Linked DNA regions of Pan troglodytes: region 1 is linked to region 2. A link is a contact called in public Hi-C data. All regions are on one chromosome and are shown on one strand. The core of a region is the stretch at or near the end of the contact, and the rest is flanking DNA. Distances in the headings are between cores, read along the strand shown. Region 1 has its middle 200 kb from the start of TRIB1. Region 2 overlaps NSMCE2 (NSE2 (MMS21) homolog, SMC5-SMC6 complex SUMO ligase).

What was found. A called contact is a pair of places that touch in the nucleus more often than the background predicts.
Region 1: a Hi-C map of stem cell-derived neural progenitor cells shows a contact between it and region 2, with 4 times the contacts expected there. The contact joins two enhancer-like sites. A contact is called at or near these places in 2 of 7 Hi-C or Micro-C datasets (induced pluripotent stem cells and stem cell-derived neural progenitor cells).

Annotation. Positions count from the first base shown.
Region 1 is chr7:135,958,407-135,963,859 of NHGRI_mPanTro3-v2.0_pri, reverse strand. No RefSeq gene overlaps it. Among named protein-coding and RNA genes, the nearest start is that of TRIB1, 200 kb to the right of the region's middle. Within about 2 kb of position 2,624, at least 5 of the 24 cell types and tissues checked have an H3K27ac peak or open chromatin away from gene starts, as enhancers often do. A contact at or near this core is called in stem cell-derived neural progenitor cells, where this site is marked.
Region 2 is chr7:135,546,819-135,551,934 of NHGRI_mPanTro3-v2.0_pri, reverse strand. The region is part of intron 5 of NSMCE2 (NSE2 (MMS21) homolog, SMC5-SMC6 complex SUMO ligase); the gene reads right to left. Among named protein-coding and RNA genes, the nearest start is that of NSMCE2, 130 kb to the right of the region's middle. Within about 2 kb of position 2,599, at least 8 of the 24 cell types and tissues checked have an H3K27ac peak or open chromatin away from gene starts, as enhancers often do. A contact at or near this core is called in stem cell-derived neural progenitor cells, where this site is marked.

The DNA of each region.
Region 1 (5,453 bases), core at 1,375-3,874, 410 kb before region 2:
TAGATGATTCGCACCTGCCCTTTTTAGACCATATAGGGTAACTTCCTGACATTGCCATGGCATTTGCAAACTGTCACGATGCTGGTGGGAGTGTAGCAATGAGGACGACCAGAGGTCACTCTCGTAGCCATCTTGGTTTTGGTGGGTTTTAGCCGGCTTCTTTACTGCAAACTGTTTTATCAGCAAGGTCTTTATGACCTGTATTTGGTTCCAACCTCCTATCTCAACCTGTGACTTAGAATGCCTTCACCATCTGGGAATGCAGCCCAGTAGGTCTCGGCCTTATTTTACCCAGCTCCTACTCAAAATGGAGTTGCTCTGGTTCACACGCCTCTAACAATACTAAGCAGCGGACACACTCAGTTATATGTACACACTTACACACATACATGCATATACACAGAAAGACACATATACAGTCAGCCCTCATTATCTGTGGCAGTTATGTTCCATGAAGTGGTCATGAACATTGAATTAGAGGATAGTGAATCATTCTTCCTGGAGGAAGTCAATGATTAGGTTCCTGTGAGCCTCTGGTCAGAACATTTTCATCAAGTAATCAAACACAACCTTGTCTTATGTGTGTTTTTGCTTAGACACCTTATTTAATAGATATTGTTGATTCATTAACATTGAGCCCTTAGCCAACAGCACCATAGCTTATGCCTCAATGAAGCTTCTCTAACACATGTATTTTCTTCATAAGACACATCACAGCCTTCTGGCATTTAGGAATAAGAGACAGCACTTCAGCTCTACACTTGGGTGCCATTTAAAACATCAAAATCACCCCAAAAAGCACAAAAGTCCCCCAAACATGATACTAACTAGGCCTCAAAAAGGAGACTTGTTTCCAGTTTGAGCTGAAAAAAAGAAGGCAAAGCATCACCTTGTTTCACCTCTGCTGGGAACACGGGTGTTGAGTCAGTCCATTTTTCTGCTGTTCTGCACACGTTCATGAATGACTGAGAAAGTGCTGTGAGTATTGATTTGGGGGTTGCGAGCAAATATTAGCAAGTAGGCAAATTCACAAATATAGAATCTGCAAATAAGGAAGATTAACCCTGTGTGTGGGTGTGTTTGTGTGTGTACACATCTATCTCTATATATTTATCTGTGTGTGGATATGTGTGTGTGCACTGTATTTAGAAAATATTTCAAGGTGGTCCCAGGGTCCTGGCCCACCTGCTCCTGCCCGCTCTTCCCAGGGCCGTCTAAGGAGAGGGGCACTGCAGGTGCTCAGCTGGAGGACAGAGCCCAAAGATCACTCTGAGCAGCACTGAAGCCACAGCTCACGCAACAAGCACTTGGCCCAACAGTCCTCTGAGGGCCACGTTCCAAACAGCCAACACCGCCCTCTCCCCAGAAATCGCCCCACACACATCTTGCTGGCTAAGGACAACCAAGGCCCAAAGGCTCACCCTACAGGCTCACCCCGACACCCTCCTCCCTGAAGCCCTGCCTGCCTCCCACACAAAGCACTGACCACTCCTGCCTTAGCACTTCCCCCGTGGGCCTTGTGTGACAATGCCATTCGCTCACCCATCTGCTTCCACACTGACACTGCTAGGCCCGAAAGGCAGAAACCTATTCTATTTTGTATTCCCAGCCCCTGGCTCAGCGCACAATGGCCGGGAGCTCTTGAATATTTTGAATCACTGAACGGCAGAACAGGAAGGAGTATTAAAGATCATCCACCAAGGCTACTCAAGGGAGGTCAGTAGACTAAAGGGCAACATCTGCCTCACCCGGGAGCCCCTCCCCAGACTTCCTGATCAGAATTCCTGGAGCAGGGACCCAGTAATCCATATTGTAACAAGTTTTCCAGAACGTTCATGTGCCTGCTAAGTTTTAGAAGCTCTCAGTATATTTTACTCCACTCATCCTCATACTTTTACAGATGTGAATGGTGACTTGGTGAAGGAACCTGTTTTCCCAAAGCCACACAGGTGGCTAAGGCCAGGGGCAGAACCAGAACCCATCTCCTAACCGGAGGTCCCGTATGCTCCGGAGCATCTCACAATGAGGAGGCCAACAGGTGCCCCCCACTGGAAACAGCCCTTCCCAGTCTTTCTCCACAAGACAAGCATGGTTTTCGTTTCTCTCCTCTCCTCCCCTTTCCTCTCCTCCCTTCCCCTCCCCTCCCCTCCTCTCCCACCCCCTTCTTTCTCCCTCCTCCTCCTCCTCCTCCTTTTTCTCTCCCTCCTTTCTTCTTCTGCCCCCTCATCTTGGACAAATAGCTTCAGCCATCTGAGAGCCCATTTCCTTTGAGGGTCAAATGGGAATCATCTTATCTCCCGTGGCTGGCTCAGTTGAATGCAAAAAGAATATGTGTTGCCTCCAAGCGGATGTGTTCTGTAATGGCTTGAATAGAACAATTTAGAGAAAAGGACTTGCGAAATTAAAACAGTCCACTCGCAGAGCAAGAGTCATTTTCAAACTCTTCCTCCATTAAATGGTCACCCCATCCCTATTCCCATTCCCACCACCAGCCCTCACTGCCCCCACCACCCCCTCCTTCAGCTGTGACAACAGGATTTGTTTTCCTCTGCAGTGGGCTCCGGGTTATGCATGCAAGCAACTAGGTGAATGTTCTGAGGCTGTCAGGGTTTCTCAGAATGAGTCATTTTTTCAAAAATAACAAAACCTCTCGACATCACTTGATTTCGGCATTCTCACAGGCTCTTGTAACCTCTTTTGCAATTGCATTCCAAGCACGCCTGACTTCTTTCTCAGGCCTGATGGTAAGTCCCTCTCCCAGGAGAAGGGCTTTACTAATAGAAACCAAGCCTAAGATCTACAGGTTCTGGTCCACAATGCAGTTAGGTTTCAGGTGATGGAAGGGAAATGACTGGAGGCTAAAAGGGCAGTGGGTGAAAGAGGCATAAAATCAGAGAGACTGGCCTGGCTTCCGACCCACAGAACCCACTGGACTTTGACAACCGCCCTGCCACCTTGCCTTTCATATGCTAGTGAGGACTGGCTAATAATCCCAAAAGTGATTTGCTCAACGTGTCACAGTTTTACGAAGCACATTTCACTTCCATCACCTCATTGTATGGTGAGAGCATTCAAAGCTCCCAGAAGGTTGAATGTCTTGCCCAAGCCCTTGCACTTGGTGATGATAGTCCTAGGTTATTGACCCACGCCCTTTACCAGTGGTATCTTATTTACTCTTTATTCATCAATGCTGATAGGTGGGTTATCATTCTCCTTTGTCTAGATAAGAAAAGGGAAGTTCAGAGAGGTTAAGAAACTTGTTCAAGGTTACACAGCGAGTGGTAGAGCTGGAATCAAAACCCAGGTGTCCGACCTCAAAGCCTGTGTCTTTTCCAATACACCACATGCAAATACTGATCTCAAAGAACTTTGCACATTACTCCAGTCGCACTGTGTGTAATTAACACTTTATGTACCTGTGTCTTAAAGCAAGGAAAATGGTTTATTTCTCTCTATACCCTCAGCCTACAGCTTACTAACTGACATATACACATGCAACCATTGTTGGATGAAATTAGTGATGGACTTCAACCCTGGCCCTCAGACTACAGACCTCTAGGCCTGGCCTCTGCACACACCACTGCTCCCACTCTGAAGTCCCTGGAGCCTGTGATACCCAATAAGCCCCCAGATCTCAACCTGACTCCTATACTTACTGGCCTTGGTAAAGACACCTCACCTCTCTAGGTTCCAGATTTTCTTATCCGTGTACATATTGGACAGGACATATTCAGGGGGCCCTCTAGGCTCTCACAGTTGATGGTTCTGGAAGTGTGTTAAGTTTTCTCAAGAGAACGGACCCTAGCACATTTGTTGGTTGAATTCTGTTTGTTGACAAAAAGGGTGGAGCAAAAGTCATTAACAAAGTTCACAACATTGGCCCAATGATACTCTTTGCATTTACTTTTGTCTCTATAAAATCCTTGCACAAAAGGAGAAGTGAAAGATTACAAGTCTTAATTTTGGATGCACAAAATTGTGTGTGAATAAAATATATACATATAGACTCAATGTAATTATTATTTTTGCTCCCCCTTGAATATCCATGCCAGATGTCACTTTCCTACAACTTCCACTGTCTTCCTGTCACCCCCAGGCCCAGGCAGGGTCTGTGACCCTCCACCATGCTTACCTTGGGGCACTCATCATTTCCCCATTGAAACTGTTAGGTCATTTACCTATATCCCAGGAGACTGTCAACCCACGCTTCTTTATTTCCCACCAGACTCTGCGTCTGGTGGTTCTCTATATCTCCAGCACTTCCCAGAAGGCAGCTCAGAGATGCCATGCAAGAAATAGTTGATGATGACACCAATTCACTAATACCATGCTTTTGCAGAATCCTTTGCTCTTCTTAGGGCACGTTCGCATGATAACTCTGCGAAGTGAGTGGTGTTTGTCTCCTCATGCCCATTTTACAGATGAAGGAGTGAAGATAGAATGCTGACCGACTTCTCCAACACTATATAACCATGATGCAGAAATGCCCACACTCCAATTATAAAACCAATGAGATTTAGTGGAGACCTTAAAGGTCACCTAAAACAAAACTCTTCGAACCTGCTTTTACCAAAAAAATATTTTTTATATATATAAAAAGTTATATGTTTTGTATATTTATACATAATATATATTTTTATAAATTTGTGTGCGTGTATACATACATAGATATATATATATATATAGAGAGAGAGAGAGAGAGAGAGAGAGAGAGATATTTTCTTCTCTCCCCAGTGGAATCTTACTCAAAATCACAATTTAAAAGGTGGGGGAAGGACCTGCTCTTGAGAAAGGAAAAATGGAAAAAGTAAACATCCATCAGATGAGTCCCTCAACCCACCCTCAGGAGGAAGGGAGAGAGTCCCTGCAGCCCAGCCACCTGCAGCTTCACGGCCACCACTGGAGAGCCACTGATTCGAACCGACATTCTAGAACTCTTACGTCGGCATTCTCATCGGCGTTCCTTCAGCTGTCGCATGCCACCTCTCTGCAGTTGCTTTCCTCATTCAAAAACTTTCTTGGCCACCACCGTGTGCTTAATGCTGTCAATCATGCCAAATATATTGGGTCTGGGGTCCAATGATCCACTTTGATCCCCATTTCCACTGTTTCCTGGCTAGGGACTTTGGGAAAGTCACTTAATCTCTCCTTAATCCGCGGCTGCTTCATCTGCAAAATGTCCCGAAGGCTTGGATTAAATCAAAATCAGTTGCTGCATGCACATCAACATGCTGCACATGGATCTCAGCACCTGCACATGCTCCCCAAGCACTGACTGCGTCCGCTCTTTCAGGGTTTTCCAAAGTGTGGCACATACACCACTGGAAGGACATGAAGTTATCATTCTCCCTTATCTAAATGGGAAAACCAAAGTTCAGAGAGGTTAAGAAACTTATCCAAGGTTACACAGTGAGTGGCAGAGCTGGAATCAAAACCCAAGTGTCCAGCCTCAA
Region 2 (5,116 bases), core at 1,350-3,849:
AAGAAAGAAAACTTCCAGGCCAAATAAGGTGAATATTTATAATATAAATTCTGATTTAATGAGCTTTATTATTGAGTGCCTACCTTATGCTAGGCCCTGTGTGAAGACTTTCACATCATCTCATTTATAGGTTGAACATCCTTAATCCCAAAATCTGAAATGCTTCAAAATCCAAAACTTTCTGAATACTGACACATTGCCACATGTGGAAAATTCCACACCTAGTTGCAGTCAAAATGCAGTCAAAACTTTGTTTCATGCACGACATTATTAAAAACATTGTATAAAATTACCTTCAGGCTATTTGTGTAAGCTACATATGAAACATAAATGAATGCTGCATTTAGGCTTGGGTCTTATCCCTAATATATTTCATTATGTATATACAAATATTCCAAAACCTGAAGTCTGAAACACTTTTTGGTTTCAAGCATTTCACGTAAGTGATACGCAACCTATAATATGTCTATGGATAAGACACATCTGGCTGGGCACAGTGGCTCATGCCTGTAATCCCAGAACTTTGGGAAGCTGAGGCAGGTGGACTGCTTGAGCCCAGGAGTTCAAGACCAGCCTGGGCAACGTGGCAAAACCCTGTGTCTACAAAAAATACAAAACTTAGCCAGGCATGGTGGTACACAACTGTAATCCCAGCTACTCAGGTCTGAGGTGGGAGGATCACCTGAGTGAGGGAAGTTGAGGCTGAAGTGAGCCATGATTGCGTCACTGCACTTCAGCATGGGTGACAAAGTGAGATCTTGTCTCAATAAAAGAGATACATCTATGTAAAGGCATTAATAACACAGTGGCTACTGGGCTATTCTGAGACTCATTTAGACTATCCCCTTTAGTTTACAACCTGACATGGTTGGTTATTTAAACTTTGTTGAGCTAATTTTCAAGCCATATGAAAAACTCATTTATATGCCTTGGAAATGTAGCAGTAGAGGGTGGGTATGACCATGATATGGGGAATGCTACTGCAGGACTGGTATCCTATATTCTAGCTCTGAGGAAGGGTCATAGTATCCCTTTGGAACATAAAAAATACCTTCGAGATATTTTTAGCACCCACAGGGCCCAAGTTAGAGAAAGCCCTGCTATAAGAAATCTCTTTAACCACAGAATAAAGAACTATATATTACACACAAGACTTGGCAGCAACTCAAATTCCAAATGTTAGTTTTTCTTGCATTCATCATATATTTCATGGAAAATTTATATCGATCTCAGATCTTACTAGGAAGAAAATTCTAAGCCAGCATAAATGAATAAGTGGATTTCAATCTTCTGAAAGGGCTTTTGGGTGTGGCTGAGATAGCTAACTTTGAAAACTTAGCAACACAGGATACATTATGAGTAAGTTCTTTACTTTTTTTTTTTTTAAATAATGATGTTAACTCACCAGATCCTTCTGAAAGAGTCCTTTTATTACTTTCAATGAAGTCAAGCAGAGAACAAGTTGTAATATGAAACACAATTTATGCAACTATGTTGAAATTCTCTGACAGAGTTACATGTTCTAATGTAAGAATTTTATGGTAAAACAATTCAAATAATATCAAGAATTAGGTTAGGCTCATTTTTGTTTTAGGTTGTCACAGGAAAACTCTTTCTATACAAACCATTAAAATTCTAAGGCAAATGATAATGCCTTAATTTTTTTTAATCATGTTCCCTACAGTTTAAAATTAAACAGCTGAAACTAAACCTCATTTGAAATTATACTGTTAGGCAACTCCAAAAGCTAAACACAAAAACATGTTAAAATAAAGATTGCAACATCAAGAGAAAACCATCCTCATATATATAGTTTTAGATTCTCAGCCATTTCTGACTCCTGCCCAAATGAGATCAACTGATCCTTCATAGGTTTTCCCACAGTCAGCCAACAAGCTACTCACTATTTCTCAGCCACATGGGTTTACTCAGAGAAATGCAATACATCTAAAAAGCCAATAGAAATCCCATGGGTGGGTTTGGTCTGCCTTTCAAAACCAATGAACTTCCCATTATATAATCTTTAATAGCAAGAGGGAAGTTTACAAGTCATACACCCAACTTAACCATAAGGCAGGCTACGTTGTATGCCTCACTGTATTAGGAAAGAAGAAGAAAGAAAAAGAGCTTTCTGAATGGCATGAACCATCTTGTCCAGTAATGTCAGAAAATTAATGAATCCTACTTGATATTGACAGTACTACCAGGTTCTTTTTCACAGTGATTTTTCAGTTGGTGTGGTGTTTTCAATCAGCGAAGCCCAAAGTGTCTAAAACAAAACTTCAGTGACATTTTATTAATTCTTTATAAAATAGAGTAAGTCTTATAACCACGGGAGAATTCTGAGAATCTAGCTTTTCCAGAAAGCCCAAGAAAAATAATTCAGTTTCACCATTCTCAAATTCATTTGACTTTGAAACAAAATAAACATATTACTCTATTTAATATCGTTGCACAAGCGAATTCACAAGAATGAAATGTGTTCAGAGTTCCTAGAAAAAATGTAGCAATACAGGCTGCCAACTTGTTCAATGTCAAGCTCTAGGCAGTATAGCAGCAGCAGCAGCAGCAGTAAATGACTCAGAGTGAATCACGCTTAAGCTATTTTTGCTTTTAAAGTACTGCCAGGCACTGTGTTAATATTCAATCCAGAGTAAATTTAGCCCAACAAGAAAACAAGTGTTTCCATGGTTGCTTCTTCACAGTGTTTATGGTATATATGCAGCCATTAGGCACAGGAATCCAGCCAGATAAATTAAGTAGAAATGCTCATCTTTCATTTATATCCAGGCTTTGGAACACTGAAAGTACGAAAGTCAACTCAGGCTTTTCTTCCATCTCTTTCTGTCTATCTGCCTCCCCAGACCCCAAATAGCAAATATGTGGAGTATATTATTAATGGTTCATTTAAAAGTTTATCCCATTAAAGTAGCTTTAGTGGACTGGTGTTCAGGGATTTTATCTGGCTCTATATTAAGAATCACAAGCACTCTCATTTTTCTGATAATGTAACCACAGGGGACTAAAATGCTTAAAGTACCTAGCAAAAACTGCAGAAAATTTGGTCTGCAGAGACCAAATGGAGTCCTTATATAGTAGATGTTAAAATATTGGTTACAGGGGATAAATCACCAATATCTAACTGATTGTTTTATTGTGTTTAAAACACGTAACATAAAATTTAACACCTTAACCATTTTTAAATGTATGGTTCATTAGTGTCAAGTTTATTCATGTTGTTGCGAAACAGATCTCTAAAACTTTATCTAGTAAAACTGAAACTCTCTATACTAATTTATTTTTTACAAATCTCAACTTTTGGCCGGGCGCAGTGGCTCACACCTATAATCCTAGCACTTTGGAAGGCTGAGGCGGGTGGATCACCTGAGGTCAGGAGTTCAAGACCAGCCTGGCCAACATGGCGAAACCCCATGTCTACTAAAAATACAAAAATTAGCTGGGCATGGTGGCAGTGCCTGTAATCACAGCTACTCGGGAGGCTGAGGCATGAGAATTGCTTGAACCCAAGATGCGGAGGTTGCAGTGAGCCAAGATCGTGCCACTGCACTCCAGTCTGAGCGACAGAGCAAGACTCTGTCTCAAAAAAAAAAAAAAAAACCCTCAACTTTTCAGAATATGCTATTTTTATCCCAAATGCATGTGGAGTTTTTATATTTGAATAGCACAGTGACTTGGGGAATTGCTTCTAGAACTTTTCCCTAATTAAACCTACCTGTCTGTTTGTATGTCAGAATCCTCAGCATTATCTGTAGAATAATCTAAGCTACAGTAGACATGGTGGTTAGTATTTTGGTCAGTAAAAAATATCAGTCTGCTTTCTCAGTACAGGTTTCTAAAGTGGGATGCATGCAGCTCAGAGTACATGCAAAATCTCAGAACTTCTATTTATAATTTTTATTTTAAAAAGGAGAAAAATTAGGTTTCACTAATAATGCACATACTGATATTATGCAGAATATGTACAAACACGAATAAACAAATTATCAGGAGGCTCATATGACAGTAACAATTAAAATAGCATAGAGACTTCTGCTTTAATGACCACAAATACCTGAGCCTTCTTGCCCTTCTTGTCTCTTTATTTTCTATCCTAGTACAACGGGTTTTGTTTTGGTTTTTTTTTTTTTCATATTTGGATGGTCACTGCCACTAAGTATAGTGGAAAAGGCTGGGTCAGCAAGCAACTGGAGAAGATAGAGAAATGGTAATTTGAGCAAGTCAAGTCTGGAAAACAGCCACACTAAGTACCTCAGCACAGCTGTAATAACAGGACTGAGCACAGTGACAGTCACACAAACCAGCCTAATCAAAGACTCATGCTCTGAATTTAAAAAGTGATCAGGGCCAGGCGCGGTGGCTCACGCCTGTAATCCCAGCACTTTGGGAGGCCAAGGCAGGTGGATCACGAGGTCAGGAGATACAGACCATCCTGGCTAACACAGTGAAACCCTGTCTCTATTAAAAATACAAAAAAACAAAATTAGCCATGTGTGGCGGTAGGTGCCCGTAGTCCCAGCTACTCGGGAGGCTGAGGCAGGAGAATGGCATGAACCTGGGAGGCGGAGCTTGCAGTGAGCTGAGATCATGCCACTGCACTTCAGCCTGGGTGACAGAGCAAGACTCCATCTATAAATAAATAAATAAATAAATAAATAAATAAATAAAATTTTTTTAAAAAGTGATCAGTTTTCTTATGAAGATCTCTAGACCTCTAGGACTCCCTGAAAATTACAGTGGAGATTCAAAAGCTATTTTCAATATTCTGAGAAAGCCTAGCACAAGCATAATATGTAATAGACAGGATCTTTCAAAACACATGCCTCCTAGGGAACAACTATCAAAGGGGTAGCTTGGTGGTAAAAAGGTGGAAACTCCTAAAATAGTCTAACTTATCTTATGGAATCTTTATTTCCTATTGAAAGCATCTAGCACAGGGCTTGGCATATAGTATAGGTGCTTAATAAATCTTTGTGGAATAAATGGATGCAATATATAACTGCATCCACACAAATCATCCTATTTGAAGCCAATGCATTCTAAAGCTCTGTTTGTTACCTGTACGCTAACTGTGTAAGTAACTTTCAAAATCTCAAAG